Linked DNA regions of Sus scrofa: all the other regions are linked to region 1. The links are chromatin contacts, called in public Hi-C and promoter capture Hi-C maps. All regions are on one chromosome and are shown on one strand. The core of a region is the stretch at or near the end of the contact, and the rest is flanking DNA. Distances in the headings are between cores, read along the strand shown. Region 1 holds the start of TPM1 (tropomyosin 1 (alpha)). Region 2 has its middle 91 kb from the start of MIR190A. Region 3 overlaps LOC102163023 (a long non-coding RNA gene).

What was found. Promoter capture Hi-C pulls out the DNA fragments that hold promoters and counts their contacts. A called contact is a pair of places that touch in the nucleus more often than the background predicts.
Region 2: a contact with region 1 is called in a Hi-C map of embryonic fibroblasts, with 3 times the contacts expected there. The contact joins the enhancer-like site here to the promoter of TPM1 in region 1. A contact is called at or near these places in 1 of 5 promoter capture datasets (fetal liver), 3 of 47 Hi-C or Micro-C datasets (embryonic fibroblasts and skeletal muscle) and 1 of 2 datasets of contacts at active chromatin or transcription factors (skeletal muscle).
Region 3: a contact with region 1 is called in a promoter capture Hi-C map of skeletal muscle, with 5 times the contacts expected there. The contact joins the enhancer-like site here to the promoter of TPM1 in region 1. A contact is called at or near these places in 3 of 5 promoter capture datasets (fetal skeletal muscle, liver and skeletal muscle), 16 of 47 Hi-C or Micro-C datasets (alveolar macrophages, brain, embryonic fibroblasts and 11 more) and 1 of 2 datasets of contacts at active chromatin or transcription factors (skeletal muscle).

Annotation. Positions count from the first base shown.
Region 1 is chr1:109,014,581-109,017,266 of Sscrofa11.1, forward strand. TPM1 (tropomyosin 1 (alpha)) reads right to left here and starts at 1,370. Exons shown (of 10, transcript NM_001097483.2): 1 at 1,178-1,370; 2 at 1-104. The coding sequence starts at 1,291.
Region 2 is chr1:109,133,517-109,136,202 of Sscrofa11.1, forward strand. No RefSeq gene overlaps it. Among named protein-coding and RNA genes, the nearest start is that of MIR190A, 91 kb to the right of the region's middle. Within about 2 kb of position 1,390, at least 5 of the 83 cell types and tissues checked have an H3K27ac peak or open chromatin away from gene starts, as enhancers often do. A contact at or near this core is called in embryonic fibroblasts, where this site is marked.
Region 3 is chr1:108,942,664-108,945,349 of Sscrofa11.1, forward strand. It overlaps LOC102163023 (a long non-coding RNA gene), which reads right to left. Exons shown (of 5, transcript XR_300930.3): 2 at 2,072-2,221; 3 at 965-1,134. Among named protein-coding and RNA genes, the nearest start is that of LACTB, 20 kb to the left of the region's middle. Within about 2 kb of position 1,323, at least 17 of the 83 cell types and tissues checked have an H3K27ac peak or open chromatin away from gene starts, as enhancers often do. A contact at or near this core is called in fetal skeletal muscle and skeletal muscle, where this site is marked.

The DNA.
Region 1 (2,686 bases), core at 120-2,619:
AGCTCCAGCTTCTCCTGGGCATCTTTGAGAGCCTCGGAATATTTGTCCAGTTCATCTTCGGTGGCCTTGAGCTTCTTTTGCAGCGACACCAGCTCATCTTCCAGCTGAGAGTTGGCCGTGGGGGACGGGGGCGGGAGGGGGGGGTGCAGCAGGCAGCGTGATCCCGCAGTGATGGGATATGGGTGCACAGAGCCAGAAGGACAGGGACAGCGGGAGAGAGAAAGGGAAAGACAGGGAGGGAGAGAGAGAGAGAGAGACAGAGTTAGCCATTCGTGAGCCGCGCCGCGCGCCCTGGGTACCTTGGCGGCGGCCTCATCGGCGGCCAGGAGGCTGTCCTCTGCCTTGTGCAGCTCCTCCAGCACCCGGTCCCGCTCGTCCTCCGACGCCCGCAGCAGCTTCTCCTTGGCCGCTATGTCCTCCTCGAGCTGGGGGCGGGGAGGGGGGGGGCGCGGGGTGGCGGCGGCGGGCGGGCGCGGGCGGCCGGCACGGACCGGGTGTTAGACACACACACACACACAACACACGGGGCACCGGGTTGGCTGGGGTCCTCTGGGTTTGGGGCACCGCCGAAGTGGGGCTCAAAGGCCTTTGGATAACTTCGTCTAGCCCCTAGCCCATTCAGCACCCCCACCTTCTCCGGGACAAGACTCCTGCCAAGGTTTCAGTGGACTCAAGTCCAACTTGGGGGTGCAGAAAAACGCTCCCGTCTCCTTAGACTTCGGGCCTATTGTTTATTCTGTCCCATCTTTGCTTTTAGGAAAAAACTCCAGGACTGTCCCGTCCCTCTGCCCCCGCCCCCGGCCCCGTCTCTATTCCACATAAAAGTTTTATTCTCTCCAGTGAAAAATCCAGAAGAACTTGTAATACTTTCTGGACTTGATTCCCTTCAAACGCATCCCTACGCCGATCCCAAACTGATTTCAGATCCTTAGAATCAAGTGCCTCTAGGACCTGAATGGACTTCGCGGGCTCTGGGAACCAGAGTAGGGAAATAAGCGTCCCCAGACGAGAAAAAGTTAGAATACGCCCGAGTCTCGCTCTTCCCCTCCCCCTTCTCAGAAGCCCAGGGCTGGGGGCGGCTCCCGGAGTCCTCAGGTTGAGGGACCGCGAAGGGGTGCCAGGCTCAGGTCCGGGGGCTCCCAGCCCCCGGCGGGCGCTAGGCTGGGGAGGCGCAGACCTGCTTGCTCCTGTCCTCTGCCGCCTTCTTATCGGCCTCCGCCTGCTCCGCTCGATCCAAGGCGTTCTCCTTGTCGAGCTTGAGCATTTGCATCTTCTTCTTGATGGCGTCCATGGTGGCGGCGGTAAGGGGCCCTGGGGCTGCGGCAGAAGCGGGGAGGCGAGCGCGCGGTGGAGCGGCCGAGCTGGAGTGCGAGTGCTGAGCTGCCTGCTGCTCCCAGATATGTACTTTCCCAAGGGGGCGACCGCATTCCTCAAGACAGCCAATACTTTTTTGGAAAAGCTTTTTTCTCCTGCCCCCTTTCCCCCTCTCCTCCCTCCGCCCCCCTGCGCCCTCCCCGCTGCTCCCGCGGGGGCCGCACGCCCATTCGCTGCCGCCTGCCGGCCTCCCAGTTGACGGTGGATATGACTATATATGGGGACCCGAGCAGCCTAGGCGGCTGTCGGGCGAGGCCTCCCGCTTTCCAAACCTGCGCGCCAGGGACTGGGCACCGGGGCCTCGCAGGGGCCGAGCCGGGGCGGAGGCGCTAACCTCTGCCTTCTGCCCTTCGTGCCCCCTCCTCCCAGAGCCCAAGTCCCGCCTTTAAGGTCCCTAGCCTAGAGTCTGGAGTGGCAGAAGGCCGGAGGGGGGTTGCAGACAGTGGATGCGCTTCTCCCTCACCTCTGCCCCGGCGCGTTAAGCATCAGGCCCCGGGGTCCCCGGCCCCTAAGCTCGCTCTGGGCACTGTTCCCCAAGGGTTCTCCTGGCAGCTCTCACCCTACTTGGTGTGAGCCAGGGCTTTCACGTTTTGGAAGTTCAACAGGAGTAGAGAAAGGAAGAGTTGAGAGGAAGGCCTGGGGGCTGCTCTAAAGACTTTCTCTGCTGGGTCAGAATGTCTAAGAATTTGTCTTATGCAGTGCCCTGTCCCAAAGGGGAGAGACAGTCGTATACTTTAGGGACATAGGACCCATTGACTCATCTCTGTGTGTGCCTGAGTGGGCTACTTTTGCAAAGGGTGGGGTGTATTTGTTGGTGTGTAGGTGGGTGGATGTGAGTTTAAAGGGAGAGGCCACTGAGTTTAGAAGCAGGGAACTTGGTCTTTGGTCTTAATCAGCAGCAGCTCTGTGACCTTGATAAGTGACTTAGTCGCCAGGCTGCAGTTTCCTCATCTTTCAATCCAGGGGGTAGATGAGCCCCAAGGTGCCTCCAGATCTAACTTTTTCTCCTTTTTCTTGCACCGATTTGAGGGAATTGGCCTCTTTCCATGTTAAGCACTGAGGTAGTAGGTTGCCAAAACATGGGATAAATGTTATCCCAGCCAAGTCATCATATCTACAGCTGTAACTTGGAGGGAACAGGCCCAGCTCTGTGTAGTAAGCTCTGCTTGGAGGCAGAAGCATTTCCCCTACACCTCTTACTCCTCCCAGCCCCCACTGGGAAAAAGCCTGCTCTTTTTAGAGCTTCGGTGGGAGGGGAAGAAAAGAGGCTGCCCCAAAGCCCTGCTTGAGTCTGGCTGAGGCAGAGCTGGTA
Region 2 (2,686 bases), core at 140-2,639, 120 kb after region 1:
AGCATGGTCAGCTGAGGACGAAAAAGCATTTTCATATGAAGAAACTACCCAAGGCCGGAAAAAGAACCACCCAAAAGGATTAGAAGGAACAATCCTCAGAGGTCACACAAAACTGAAAATAGTTCTTGTTCCCACAAGCCAGATGGAAAAACTCGTAATTCACAGGGCAATGTTAGAATGCACAGGAAAGTTTTGCCTCAGTAGCAGGGAATAATTAACCATAGGTGGAGTCCTCCAGAGCCACTTAACAAATCATGAAAGCAAGGTCTAAAAGTATCAAGTTGTTCCCAAGGAACTGAACCATGTCCCAGAACAAAGCTCAAGAATATTTATAGGAAAAAAAAAAAGAATATTTATAGGAATACAAAAATATCCAGTGCCCCAAAGAGTCTGACATCAAATAAAAAGTTGTCAGGCATGCAAAGGATGGGAAACTAAGGCCCAGACTGAAGTACTAAGTCAATCAACCCAAACTGACCCATTCTTTAAAATTATGAATCACTACCTTGTACCCTTGTAACTTATATAATATTGTACATCAACCATACTTTAGTAAAAAATTTTTAAAAGACGGTGAGGACAAAAACACTTAAACAAACAAAAGAACCTGACAGATGCTAAAGGCAGCAGAGGAGGACACTAGAACAATTGGTATAACTATTTTATATAGTCAAAAAGCTGAAGAAAACACTGAACATGTCAACATGAGAGATATAAAAAAGATTCCAATCAACCTTCTAGAGATGAAAATTACAATGTCTGAGACTGGATTAATGGAAGATTAGATATTACAGAAGGAAGACTAGTGAACTTGAAGACCCAGCAACAGGGAAGATGCAATACTATCCAACAGAAATTACAGAGAAAAAAACAGTGGGAAAGAAACGAACAGAGCATCGGTGAGCCATGAGACCACTCCAAACAGCCCAACATATGTGTAAGAGGAGTCCTTGAGGGAGAAGGGGAAAAAATCTGGGATGAAAACTATAAATTCACATGTCCAAGTTCAACAAACTCTGAGCGCAAGAAACATGAATAAAGCTACACCAGGGCATGCCATAGTCAAACTGCTCAAAATCAATGACAAAGAAAAACTCTTAAAAGCAACCAAAGAAAGACATGTGTTCTGTACTATGGAACAAAGATAAGAAGGTCAGCATTTAGTTTTCTTTAGAAAATAATGTGAAAAGAGTGAAGCAACGTCTTTTAAAGACTGAAGTTTTTTTTTTCAAATGTATCGCCCTAGAATTCTATATATAGCAAGGACATTTTCCAAAACCAAAAGTGAAAAAAAAAAAAACAACACTTTTTCAGTCACACAAAAGCTGAAAGAATCCACCAACAGCAGAACTGCAGCATAAGCAATGTTAGAGTAAGTTCTTTTGGCAGAAAGAAAATGACTCAAGAGGGAAATATGAATCTCAGCAAAGGAATGAACAGCACCAGAGATGTTAACTTCATGGCTAAAGAGTAAGATTTTTTTAAAAGTATCTAATTCTCCTTAAATGACATTTGACTGTTTGGAGCAAAACAGGTAGCAATGTATGATTTCACTCATCTGCGGAATGTAAAAAAATACAGAAAAAAAAATGAACAAACAAAAACTAACTCACAGATACAGAGAACAGACTGGCTACCAGAGGGGAAGGGGACGAAGGGGTGGAGGAAATGATTAAAGAGGGTCAATTGTATGGTGATGGAGGGAACTAGATCTTTGCTCGTGATCACTCTATAGAGTACACAGACGTCGAATTCTAACACTGTCCACCTGAAATTTATATAGTGCACATACCAATGGTACCTCAATAAAAAATAGAAAAATGTAGTGTGGAGTTTATAACTATGTAGAAGTAAAGTGTGTGACAAGAGCACAAAGGCCAGGAGTGGAGCAAGAGAGGCATTCTGTTGTAAAGCCCTATCCTTAGGAGAAGTGGTAAAATTCCATTTGATGGTGGACATGGTGAGTTAACGAGGTTACCATGTGCTTTCTGTTGGGACTGTTAGCAGAGAACAGATGGGAGTAGGAGGACACGGGTCAGGGGCGTCCAGGATCAGGGCTGCAAGGAAGAGACCGTGGCAGGATCTGGAAGGTCAGAGGAAGTGGGAGGAGGCCAGAGCCAGCCTGAATAAACCACAGTTTCTAAGACGCAGAACCGAACTTAGGAGTGGTGAGGGGCTGCTTTTCAGAATTTGCTACCCCTGGCTCTCCATTTAGCCACTGTGTGGATTGTTCCTGAACACAACCAAATAAGCTTCCATATTCCCAGTGGATGTCATGTTTCAGTTGCCATTTTTGAGACCAGATACCCTAATGTCATAAGGAGAGACACCCAGATGGAGGCAGTGTTGTATGAGACTGAGGAGCTGGAGAGGTTAAAAACAGTGAGGAAAAGGCACATTCAAAGACCAAGTCAGGGTCTACAATGAAAAGGCCAGCTTTCACGAAATGAATGTTTGTCAAGAGCAGCTTCCTACCATACAGTGAAATGACACAAACGCCCACAACATCCTCTTGGTGAATAAGGTTTCTCTACATAAACCACCACATCCAGCTGGGAGCACAGGACGGCAGCCTTCCCTCCATCTCTCTGATGAAGACTCCGAGGCACACAGTGAATGATTTCCTCGAGGATCTGCTCAAAAATCAGAATCAGGTCTACCTCAGGCTGCTGCTTTGTGATTCAGA
Region 3 (2,686 bases), core at 73-2,572, 72 kb before region 1:
ACAGTAACTTTGAAAGACAGTTTAGTGATTTATTATAAAACTAAATATACTTTTACCATATAATCCCATACAATCTGAATTTAGGTGATGATATCTGAACCTCAGTTTCTTCATCTATAAATTAGAGCTAATAACAATGACAGTGAAGTTTTGTTGTAAAGACTAAATGTGCTATGACCTATAAAAAGATAAAATAGAAACTTTAGGAAGTAGACTGGCTGAGTAGGAGTAGAAATTAGAACTGTTTACTCCCCTCTAATATCATTTTTGTTGAAAATTAAAAAAAATAAGCTCTCAACTACTAAAGTCCCTAGTTCTTTCTGTAAATCTTTCAGTTTATATTTGTATGATTATTTTCCTCCCACATCTCTTTTCCTCAACTTATCAACTTAATTGTTTGGTCCTTGCCTTAGTGATTAAAGACAAAATAGGTGTTCAAATTCCATCATCTGAAGAGCCAACCAATGCCTCTCCTAGACTGGGACCAACGAAAAGTTAGCAAATCGCCCTGTCTTGAAATGTCATAATGACCTTTTTAAAGAAAGTAATCGAGTCATACATGAATGTATTCTCATTATTGTAAAGGGAATTTTAAACTCTTGGGAAACGGGGCCAAACCTTACAGGCGTTCCATGCCCCTTCTCTCTCTCTCTTTTTTTTTTTTTTTTGTGTTTTGTCCTTTCAGGGCCGCATCTGGGGCATATGCAGGTTCCCAGGCTAGGGGTCTAATCAGAGATGTTGCTGCCAGACTATGCCACAGCCACAGAAACTTGGGATCCGAGCCATGTCTGTGACCTACACCACAGCTCACAGCAACACCAGATCCTTAACCCACTGAGCGAGGCCAGGGATTGAACCTGCAACCTCATGGTTCCTAGTCAGATTCATTTCCGCTGTGCCACAATGGGAACTCCATGCCCCTTCTTTTTAGGTCAATAAAATGTCTTGAAACATGGCTCTGTACCTCTGTTGCCAGAGCTGACTGTGTCCTCTGAATTGACCAGGAAGGCCTGATGGGTTCCCCCCTTCACTGCTGAGCATGTTGTGTCGCAGAATGGATCCAACAGAGGGACTTTCAGGCATGTGATTTCACCAGTGGCCTTAGTAACGACCAGCCTCAGTCAGATTTACCTCCTGGGGAAGTGGGCAAGGATTTTTTTTAGGTCCAAAAAGCAAAGAATGAGGTAATGGATGGCTAGAGGTGTCTATTTTAGTCTCACAGCTCTAAACAATTTTCAGTTGCAGATGTTAAAATATCCAGAATCCACAGAGAACAGAACAGATGGCCTTATTTATCCCGCCTCTGCTGCTCTGAGGGCCTTCTGCCACTCCAGGCATTTGATGACGCATGTGTGGAGCAAACCTGCCTGTGTTCACAGGCTGTGTTCAACACACGTCAGCTTAGAAAACCTTTTATAGAAAGTCACAACAGGGCCAGGCTTCAATGCTGGGGACATACAGAGATGACTGAGTGCCAGGGACCCTTGGGAGCTCTGTGTTAGCAGAGACGACAAGTGGCGAGTGTCTTCCTGGCCTGGCAGGCTGTGTTCTGCACAAGGATGCCTGTGGAGGGGTGAATGAGCTGGAAGCCAGCCTGTGCTCCTTTTTTTTTTTTTTTTTTTTTTTTTTTTTCCGCCCAGGCCCTTGGCATGGGAAGTTCTGAGGCCATGACTGAACGACTACCATGGCAGTGACCTGACCACACCAGGTCCTTAATCCACCAGCACTCCTCAGCTTGTGCTCCTATTGCCAACCTGTGCGTCTGGCTCTGGAGGAAGGGGTGCCTTTTTCAAATAGGCACAAATGAACAATGTGTGCTGCCTGCATCCCTGAACTGAAGTAGAGCCTTAGAACTCAATCACACAGTAAGTGCTATGAGAGAGGCAGACAGCAGCAGCTCTGGGAAGGAAAGAGAAAGCAGCTGAGTCTCCCTAGGGAAGGAGTTGTGGGGAGGGACAGAGACTGAGGGAGCATTTCAGGAGGGCCTTGGAATAGAAACAGGAATTTGCCTAGTAGATAGAAAGGCAAATGAGGCAGGGGAAACAGACTGAGCAAAGGTGCAGAGGCTTACAGGTACAACGCCTGTTTCTAGAACAGGGAGTATTTCAATCTGGCTGATGGAGGTGAGGCCAAAGGCAGGCAGAGCCAGATGGTGCAGGCCTTCTGAGCCACGCTGAGGATGCTGGGCTTCAGGCTGGTGGTTCTCAAACTCTGGTGTGCTCTGAAACATGTAGAAAGCCTGTTATCAACAACAGGCATAAACTTACTGTTAGAAGTGTTGTTTCCTTGGCCTGAACCCCAGGGATGGGTTCTGACTCAGTAGGTCTGGGGAAGGGCCCATGAGTGAACATTTTAAATGATTTTCCAATTGGGAGATTGGGAGTTTGGGATTGGCATATGCACGCTATTATATATAGAATGGATGGTCAACAGGGACCTGCTGCATAGCCCAGGAAAACTTTAGTCAATATTCTGGGATAACCTATATGGGAAAAGAATCTAAAAAAAGAATAGATATGGGTATATGTATAATGGAATCACTTTGCTGTACAGCAGAAATTAACACAACATTGGAAATCAACCATACTTCAATAAAATTTTAAAAAGTGAAAAAAATAGAAAAAAAACTTAAAAATGAAATAAAAAATGAAGTGATTTTCCTATAGGATTTTGATACAGTGGTCAG